Regions from separate parts of the Ovis aries genome. Here region 1 is linked to region 2. A link is a contact called in public Hi-C data. All regions are on one chromosome and are shown on one strand. The core of a region is the stretch at or near the end of the contact, and the rest is flanking DNA. Distances in the headings are between cores, read along the strand shown.

Region 1 (4,877 bases), core at 1,770-4,269, 66 kb after region 2:
AGATAAGGAAATGGAAGCTCAGAGAAGTTAAGGGACTTGGCCCAGGTTGCCTTCCCTGGAGTCACTGTCATTGACCGCTAAGAACAAGCCCCTGTGGAGAGATCAGTGAAGAAAGCCTTAGTAGGAGATGGAGGACACGGGGCTAGAAAATTCTTGGCTGCAGGCCTTCTGGGGTGGGGAGTAGGGAGTGGGATCAGTTGCAGGATTGAAATATGCCAGGCCTGGGTCTCTTCACAGCTATAGGCCCACCAGACATGACCTTCCTGCATGGAGCCATTTTGTAACATTCCAGAAGGTTCTGCTACAAAGCTCCCTTTCTTCTTTTTCCATCTCACCCCATTACTGCAACTAGAAGGAGTTTAGGGGCTGGCTTCCTTCTTGGTCCTACTGACCCTTCTGCACATGGCAGCCTATGCAAGTTGGGGCCATATTTCTTCTCTGTCCACAGACTCTTTTGGCCTAAATCCTGCTCCTTTGACTACCTGTACAGTGATGGGGAGATGTTACTGCAGAACTTCCCTGTCCAGGCAACCATCAACGTCTATGAGGACTCAACCAGCGAGGACGAGGAGGAAGTGGAGGAGAGAGAAGAGGAGGAGAAAGAGGAAGCAGATGGAAAGGGGCCAGAAGGGTGTGTGAAGGTACCAGGGTCAGCACCACACAGGGCCACAGCTCATTCTCCCTCCCTGCCCCTGACCTGTCCCAACTGAACCAGTCAGTCTGATGGGGTTCATTATGCCTGGCAATGTTTCAGGGCATTGATTAGCCAGGAATCCCCAGGAACAGTTCTCTGGATTGAAAGTTGGGTCCTCAAGTTACCAGCTCACCCTGGCTACACCCAACAGGTCTGTGAGCCCAGCCCTCTGGCATCTTATTGGATTGCTGTTGTGTTGCCAACGAGAGGGTCCTAGGAACTCTAGGGGAAGGAAAATTTGCTTTCTGAGCCCCCCAGGGAGCAGATGAGGATGAAGCATGCCTATGCAGAGAACAGTCACTCTTCAGGGCTCTGACTCCCCAACCACTCAGATGGCCATGAAGTCCTGTCTTCCTGTGGTAAGCCTGACTTCTGGCTTCACCTCCACGGATGCAATACTAACACCAGTTGGGGTGCCTTTCTGACGGACCTTGCAGGAAGGAGAGGGGACATCTAAAACATCAGTCTACTTTGGGGACCTCTTCCCTTTCGGTTGTTATCTACTGGGGTCTGTATTTTGGCATGAGACGAATCAGGAGAAAAATAAACTAGATGATGTTTACCTTTTTTCCTGGAACTGGACTGATTTCTTAACTGAACTCTGCCCATGTTTTGAAGTCATGGGCACAGGGTCAGAAACCAGCTCAAGGCCAATCCATTGCTCTACCTGAGGTCAATTGACAGATCTTTCTTCACAGGGATGTACCACGGGAGGCCTAACAGGGGGCCAGGCCTTCTTGGTCAACTTGTGCAATCAGGTTTGATTAAACCTTAAAGACAGCTTGGAAAGGGAACAAAAAGGACCTCAGAGGGCAGCTTAAAAGTCAGAAGCAGAGCTGGAGGTGGGGGAAGGTGAGAGGTGCAGCATCAGCGGAGCCTTGATGATGAGCCTGTGCGTGTGGGGAGGGGCCTTGAGAGGCGCCCAAGTCCTACCAATGTTACCTTCTCAAGTCCCTTTGTATCGTCCATAGCTCAGCTCCTCGGACCCACCCGTGTCCCAAACAGCCTTTGAGTCATTTTCTTGCCTCCAGCATGTCCTGCTGCAATTCATCCTCTATGTGTGTGCATGTGTGCTAAGTTGCTTCCGTTGTGTCTGACTCTGTGTGACCCTATGGACTGTAGCCCACCAGGCTCCTCCGTCCAAGGGATTCTCCAGGCAAGAATAGTGGAGTAGGTTGCCATGCCCTTCTCTAAGGGAGCAAACCCTTGTCTCTACATCTCCTGCATTGGCAAGAGGATTCTTTACCACTAGTGCTCCTGGGAAGCCTACAGGCCACTAGATCAGACCATGCTGTGCCCCCTGCTTTGCCCTACCACAGCTTTTCATTGCCTCAGCAATAGTTGGACTTTGTTTTTTAAGTCGCAGATCTTTCTGGGAATCTATAGCTTCTCTACTCTGCTGCTGCTGCTGCTAAGTCACTTCAGTCGTGTCCAACTCTGTGTGACCCCATAGATGGCAACCCACCAGGCTTCCCCGTCCCTGGAATTCTCCAGGCAAGAACACTGGAGTGGGTTGCCATTTCCTTCTCCAATGCATGAAAGTGAAAAGTGAAAGGGAAGTCGCTCAGTCGCGTCCAACTCTTCGCGACCCCATGGACTGCAGCCCACCAGGCTCCTGCATCCATGGGATTTTCCAGGCAAGAGTACTGGAGTGGGGTGCCATCGCCTTCTCCGTTCTCTACTCAGACACTCACAAATCAAGTCCTCAACTTGATATTCTAGGCTGTTCAATTGCCTGGTTCCTGCTTGTCTCTTTAGACTTGTCTCTCAACACTTGAAGCTCATGCTTCCTGTCTTTGAATGTGTCATGGATTATAATCCCTCTGTGGCTTTAATGCTGTCTGGAATTTTTTTTTTTTTCACTTTTGTCTGATAAGCTCCCATGCATCCAACAGGACTAGCTCAGACACCTCTCCTGTGAGAAGTCTCCCCAGACTTCCAAGCCCAGGCTGGGTGCCCCCATCATTCAGTACCTCACCCTTCTACCATAGCATCTACCTCTCTTCTTTGCAGTAAGATGGAGCTGTGACTTGTTTGCACAGCACACTGTCTGGCACAAGAGAGGTGCCCAGGAAACGTTGAAGGAAAAAGATTTGCAGATCTTTTTAAAACAGTTCTTAGTAGAACCACCTCCATCCCCTCACTTGCTGGCTTCGCATGTCTTTGCTGAGCTACAGACAGGACAAGGTAGCATTATCTGATTCAGGAGCAGAACACTGCCCATCTTTCTTTCTCTCCTCTCTCAACTTAAGACAGGTTGCTTCAGTTCTGAGCCCTCACTGGGACTTCCCTTAATTGGACACAGCCTTGAGCAGCCCACCAAACACACACTGGTGCCATCTATTGGTCAAAATTTAACTTCATTCTTTAATTAAGGCTGCCAGGCAGTTGACCTTTGATCACGTTAATTCTTTTAGGCCATTCTGTTTCTGCTTGTAGGTAAAGTGGAATTTACCAGTCTTCTAGCTGTATAACCTTGGGCTAGTTACTTATCCACTCTGAACCCCAGTCTCCTTATCTGTAAAATGGGAAAAGTCATGATACTTCCTCTCAGGGTTGTTGTAAGGATTCAGTGAGATAATATATGTAAAGTACTTAGCACAACTTCTGGCACATAGTAAAAGCACACAATAAGTAGTGGTATTCATAGTAATTATAGTTGTAGCAGTGGTTATTATTAATTTTATGATAGATATCAGCTAGTTGGCTAGAGTCAGCTAATGACTGGATTTATTCAACTAAAGATCGATTTATCAGCCATCTCCACCTGATCTCCCTGGCACCATTTGATGGTTTGCCAATCACAGGATGTATTGTTTGTCCCCCATTAAGCAAACAAACAAAAGGAAACAGAGGCCAAATGTGGCTTCAACTTATTTTCTGAGCTTCAGCAGGAACACCCTTCTTTTGAATTGAATGCAGAGGGCCAACATACAAGCCAGACAAAGATGGAGCTGCCCTGGGAGTTATAATGGGAGACACAAGATTCCTACTTTGGTGTCCTCTCTATGTAAACAAACTCTCTTCACCCCATTTTTGTGAGGTACTATCAGAGGTCACTAGATGGTGTGAAAGACTATTTGAAACCACTATCCCAAGAGTTAAACCAAGGTTGATTTGAAGTTGAAGAGGGATTAGTATTTTTAACATGTTCAGTGTTCTGATTAAAATCCTTGTTTTGGGTCCTAGGCTCCCAGCATTTCATTTCATTTGAGCATTTCATAGCTCAAAAATTGCTCAAGTCCTTGTACCATAGGTAGTAGGAGTTTAAAATCTTTGGAATCCCAATATCTTTGGTTTTAGGGTATTATGCAGCATAGAATTACAAATCCCTAAATCCCCAGGGGCTTAAAGACCCTAAAACCCTTGGGGCAGTAATTCTTAACTCAATGAACTCCTCTCACTTCCCTCTCTCCTCCCCCTTTCTGAGCATGTGCCATTGGTCAGTGGCAGCCATTTTGTCTCATTTTCCTCCCAGTCCGTTGCCCTGAAATGGCTTCCAATCCTCTTCCCCTGACAGTTGCCAAGTGATTGGAAGTCACTGTTCTGAGTAATCAGAGTACAGTGTGAGTTGCTTTGTTGTCATGGATGTATCCAGTCATTGTAGCAATGTCAAATCCAGTGCACAGACTTGGGGTGGGGGGAATCTTTGCAAAACTGAGTCTTTCCTCTGGCTCCACCTAGCTGGCCCATCCTAGCTGCTCATACGTCCTCATCCCAGCACTATTCCTCCTGTTTTCCCCATAGCAATGAGAACAGGGTACTTCGGTTGAGCGCAAGTCTTCATTTGAGCTGGGCCTTGAACAATGGGCCCAGGTAGAGATGGAGAGAGAAAACTTTCCACAAAGAGGCAGCTGTGTGAATTCCTTCATTAAGTGAATATTTATTGAGTACCTCCTCCATGCCAGGCATTAATACTATAGGGATTAAGAGCATGAGCTTTGGAGGCAGATGTACCTCGGTTCAAATCCCATATCTGACACTGCTGGTTACATCCATAGGCCCACTCCCCTCAGGTGTCGAGGCCAGTTCTCTATGCTCAGCCTTTTCACTACATCTCTGTAGTCCTTGTACACTTGGAAAATCCCATGGATGCAGGAGCCTGGTGGGCTGCAGTCCATGGGGTCGCGAAGAGTTGGACGCGACTGAGCGACTTCCCTTTCACTTTTCACTTTCATGCATT
Region 2 (5,286 bases), core at 1,023-3,522:
GCTAGGTATTCACTAATCCGCTGAAGATCCCTTCTATTCAAGATATGGATGACTTGAATAATAAGATGACTGGGTATGAGGGAACTGATAGCCCCAGCCGGCTTTCATCTGTTGGAGAAGAAAGCAGAACAACTTCTCTTCAACTTAAGCCTCTGGATTCCAGCATTTTTCAGTTCTCCAGGTGTGTAAAAAAAATATAGATTCTCTTCAGTAATGAGCCTCAGGGTTTGCTTTCCTGTAAACTAAATTGATATGGTTATCGTGTTTGAGTTTCTCCTAAAGCCTGGCATGGAATTCAGAAGGAGAAATACCATTTGGGGATTAACTGACTTGCATGTTGCATGTACCTCCCATTTTTCAACATTGTAACTGTCATGTCAAGTCTATTTTTCTGTCTTTTTGGTTTTACTTTTCTGACAAATGTTCTTTTTATGGATTATGTATTCCCATTATGTTGGAAATTGTGTAAATGAAGTAATAGACATGAAAACTCTTCGCAAAGCATAATGTATTATACAAATGTAAGGTAATGTTACCTGGATAAGCATTGTTTCTTTCTTTAAGTTTAGGAATATTGAAATCCTGCAGGGCCCCATAGATCTAACACATGTTGCTGCTGCTGCTGCTGCTGCTAAGTCGCTTCAGTCGTGTCCAACTCTGTGCGACCCCATAGATGACAGCCCATCAGGCTCCCCCGTCCCTGGGATTCTCCAAACAAGAACACTGGAGTGGGTTGCCATTTCCTTCTCGAATGCATGAATGTGAAAAGTGAAAGTGAAGTCGCTCAGTCGTATCCAACTCTTTGCGACTCCATGGACTGCAGCCTACCAGGCTCCTCCGTCCCTGGGATTTTCCAGGCAAGAGTACTGGCGTGGGTTGCCATTGTTGGCCACATATAAAAATAAGTATTAGAAGTTTGTGCCATTAAGTGAGCTTTGTAGTCCATTGTTTCCTAGGGTAAATTTTTCGTGTAAGTTTAGTCTTAGAATTTACTTGTTCATCGTTTAGCACCACAGCAATATTATTTTGTTATTCCCTGGTGGCTTAGAGTCGCCACCAGTGGTAAAGAATCTGCCTGCAATGTGGGAGACCTGGGTTCGATCCCTGAGTTGGGAAGATCCGCTGAAGAAGGGCATGGCAACCCACTCTAGTATTCTTGCCTGGAAGATCCCCATGGACAGAGGAGCCTGACAGGCTACAGTCCATAAGGTTGCAAAGAGTTGGACATGACTGAGCAACTAAGCACACACAGCAATCTTTATAACAGAAATTTTCTTAAATATCAGGAATATTTGAAGCACTAAAAGGTATGACTGCCTGTGTGCTGTCATGAGACTAGAACTCAGGACTGCTGATTATGACTTGCTTTCTCCTTGCTACTGTGTTTCTCACTTCTGGCAGGGCCAAGCCATGGGGAAGGTACAGAGTTGCTCTCTAGTGGTAGAAACTTCTAGAGTCCACAATAATATGACTGTTACATAGTAGATTGTGAAATTTTTATGAACCCTTTTCAGTTTGGATATCTTCTTAACATACGGTAGGAAAAACGCAACGGGATATATAATAGGGGGAAATTACTCCTGCCCCCACCTCTACCAATGTTATTGATTTCTTTCCCTCTTTCTTGCTGCTTAAGTAGGTCTTTTCAGCTTTCACCCAGACAAACATCTCTTTATATGTGCAAGTCCCCTGGTCTTCCACAATTAAGCCCCCTAGATATTGAAAGAACCTCACATCCCCCTGAGCATGAACAAAGAGTCTCAAGAGGAGGTAGGCTATTAGGAGAAAAAGAAATAGAACTCTAAAGGAAGTAAATGAGAATCTATACAAAAGCATCAAGAATAGTTGGAAGAGAATAGCTGTGCAGAAACTGATAGTTGAATTCAGTCATATTGAAGGAGCTATTTCTAAGATAGAACCATGCAGCAAAGGATTAAGGAACATATCCTTGTTGGTCTCAGGGATTTGGTCTTAATTCTACTGTTTCATCCACAGTTAATCAACTCCCATTTTAGGTTGGGAGGGGTATAGATAAAAGTGTTGTGGTTTTGTTAAGCACGTTGTTAGCTCTCTACATTGATCTCCTTGAGATAGTCATGCATCAAAATTGATACTGGAGTATTAAGATGTCACTGCTCTTGAAAGCTGTCCTTTCCCTGCTGTGACCCCCTTTGCTTTCTCTTCAGTGTTTCTGTTGATACTGTCCAGTGGATTTTGGTAACCTGAAGGAGATAACAAATGCTAACCTCTGTTATGTGTGTATTTTATGAGTGCAGTATGACAGTACATCCATTGGGTGGCATACTTCATCAGTCTTAATTAGGATCTCTGTATGAGTCATTGTGGAACTCCGCTATCCAGAGTTGAGTTTTAGCTCTAGAGTTCAGGTAAAATACTCTTGAATATTTATGTGTAATTTTAATTTGAGAATAATATTTCTTCAAGAGATATGTGATAATTGATACTGCTAATGTCATGTTTTATGTAAGGTCAGTAAATGATGATTCTGTCATTTCAAGCTACGCGTATAGGGGGATTCAGATTGATTGGAAATAGTCTACCTTTTTTATAGAGGAAAATTAGATGCTCAAGAGTCTAATAAAATATGCAAGGTTTTCTTATAAAACTGTGTAAAGGGAATAATAGGTTTAGTCAAGAGTTAACGAAGATCTCCCTTGCTATCAAAACCTAAAGCTGATAAGGGTCCTTGGGTCATGTAGTACAGCTCTTTAATTCTAGATAAAATAAAGCCTACACTATCCAAGAGTGTTTTAAAATTTTCTAGTGGAGTAGGTTATAAGACCTACAAGGTGTTCCAGAGGTGTCATTGGAAACAGCTTTGTGAGTCTTCACGAATCTAGCAAAGATAGGGGAAAACCTGCAAAAAAGAGTAAGTTCAGCTAGGATATAAACAAGCATAACCTTTTAGGGCAAGACAGCTTAAAGGAAATAGTCCCCTTTCTGTTCATTCATTCTACATATATTTGAGTCCTTACTATATGAAAGCAGTATTCTAAGGCACTGATGGCATCTAAGATGAAGGAGCTTATGGTACTCCAAGTTACATATGTAAGCACCCCGGATACATGATAGGTTTCATATGAGTGATATAAACTAAGGTCTAAAGTAGCCATGAACATATAGACAAAGATGAGAATTACAGCCTGTAATTTATTTAGATATTTAGAGAACCTCTGAGTAAGCTATACTGCGTGGTTAAGTTGCTTCAGCCGTGTCTGACTCTTTGCAACCCCATAGACTGTAGCCCATCAGACTCCTCTGTCTATGGGATTTTCCAGGCAAGAATACTGGAGTGGGTTGCCATTTCCTTGTCCAAGGGATCTTCCTGACCCAGGGATCAAACCCTTATCTCTTACATCTCCTGCATTGGCAGGCAGGTTATTTACCACTAACGCTACCTCGGTTACTCTGAGTAAACTATATATCAAAGGCTAATTATTTCATATATTAAAAGGATAGCCAGAAAAAATTCAAAATACGTTATAATGGTGAAAAGAGAGGAGGAAAGATATCCTAATATATTTAAAGGAATATTTGAAACAACAGACACAAGGTAGAAACAGAAAAACAATTTTGCAAATGAATAAAATTGATTCAAGGGTCAGTATTAACATTTTAAAATACGATCTTTGAGAAAGAGTTCCAGAATAGCAAAATGAGTAGTGTAATGAACTCTTTTACCAACAAGTAACCATTTAACTGGAAAAAAATTATTAAACAAAGCAAAGCAATCATTCTTAGTTCCTGGAAATTGTCCTAGGGGCACACAGCAAGTACAGAGACATTTGTTCAAGAAAATCTCTTAAATCTCAGAAAGTACAGTGAAAGGTGGGCATTTAACCTGCTCTCATCTCCCTCTAAGTTTTCTTTTATGAAAACGATTCAGGAAGCTCTAATCCGGGGGGGTGTGGTCAAGAAATTGGGGGCTTCCTCTCTCCCTAGCTCCTAGCCTAGAGCTATGGTTTCACCTGGGAGGTGCAGGCCTCTGACATTTCTTATATCCTCCAGGTCTGTCTTGTTCTGTTCCAAGCAGACTCAAGAGCACTGGGCCTTTATTCTCCCACCCAGCTTTCTCTTCGCCCATCCACAGGTAGCAGCAGTCACCGAGGGACAGCATGCTGACAAGCCTAGACTCCTGTTGCTCCACCCCCAGCTTGCTTATAGGGCAGAGGTTCATGCCTGAAGGAGCAAGCCAAAAACCGTCCCAGCACCCATTTGTAAAGAAAAGGTTTCACTCTAAGATATCGGGCCACTGTCCCTGCTGTCAACCCTGCACAGTGGCACAAAGGTTCTGCTTAGGGAGAGAGGAAGGCCTGACAGATGAAGAACTCCTTTTCAGTTCAGTTGCTCAGTCGTGTCCGACTCTTTGGGACCCCATGAATCGCAGCACGCCAGGCCTCCCTGTCCATCACCAACCCCCGGAGTTCACTCAGACTCACATCCATCGAGTCAGTGATGCCATCCAGCCATCTCATCCTCTGTCGTCCCCTTCTCCTCCTGCCCCCAATCCCTCCAAGCATCAGAGTCTTTTCCAATGAGTCAACTCTTCGCATGAGGTGGCCAAAGTACTGGAGTTTCAGCTTTAGCATGAGTCCTTCCAAAGAAATCCCAGGGCTGATCTCCTTTAGAATGGACTGGTTGGATCTCCTTGCAGTCCAAGGGACTCTCAAGAGTCTTCTCCAATACCACAGTTCAAGAGCATCAATTCTTCAGCACTCAGCCTTCTTCACAGTCCAACTCTCATATCCACACATGACTACTGGAAAAACCATAGCCTTGACTAGAGGGACCTTAGTCGGCAAAGTAATGTCTCTGCTTTTGAATATGCTATCTAGGTTGGTCATAACTTTTCTTCCAAGGAGTAAGCATCTTTTAATTTCATGGCTGCAGTCACCATCTGCAGTGATTTTGGAGCCCCAAAAAATAAAGACTGACACTGTTTCCACTGTTTCCCCATCTATTTCCCATGAAGTGATGGGACCAGATGCCATGATTTTCGTTTTCTGAATGTTGAGCTTTAAGCCAACTTTTTCACTCTCCTCTTTCACTTTCATCAAGAGGCTCTTTAGTTCCTCTTCACTTTCTGCCATAAGGGTGGTGTCATCTGCATATCTGAGGTTATTGATATTTCTCCCGGCAGTCTTGATTCCAGCTTGTGTTTCTTCCAGTCCAGCATTTCTCATGAGGTACTCTGCATATAAGTTAAATAAGCAGGGTGACAACATACAGCCTTGACGCACTCCTTTTCCTATTTGGAACTAATCT

Evidence for each region. A called contact is a pair of places that touch in the nucleus more often than the background predicts.
Region 1: a contact with region 2 is called in a Hi-C map of liver, with 4 times the contacts expected there. The contact joins two enhancer-like sites. A contact is called at or near these places in 3 of 16 Hi-C or Micro-C datasets (liver, muscle and tail adipose tissue).

The regions. Positions count from the first base shown.
Region 1 is chrX:128,444,357-128,449,233 of ARS-UI_Ramb_v3.0, forward strand. It overlaps RIPPLY1 (ripply transcriptional repressor 1), which reads left to right. Exons shown (of 6, transcript XM_060408107.1): 6 at 449-1,261. The coding sequence ends at 710. Among named protein-coding and RNA genes, the nearest start is that of RIPPLY1, 8.9 kb to the left of the region's middle. Within about 2 kb of position 3,020, at least 3 of the 54 cell types and tissues checked have an H3K27ac peak or open chromatin away from gene starts, as enhancers often do. A contact at or near this core is called in liver, where this site is marked.
Region 2 is chrX:128,378,884-128,384,169 of ARS-UI_Ramb_v3.0, forward strand. MORC4 (MORC family CW-type zinc finger 4) reads left to right here. Exons shown (of 17, transcript XM_015105110.4): 14 at 6-181. Among named protein-coding and RNA genes, the nearest start is that of CLDN2, 32 kb to the right of the region's middle. Within about 2 kb of position 2,273, at least 1 of the 54 cell types and tissues checked has an H3K27ac peak or open chromatin away from gene starts, as enhancers often do. A contact at or near this core is called in liver, where this site is marked.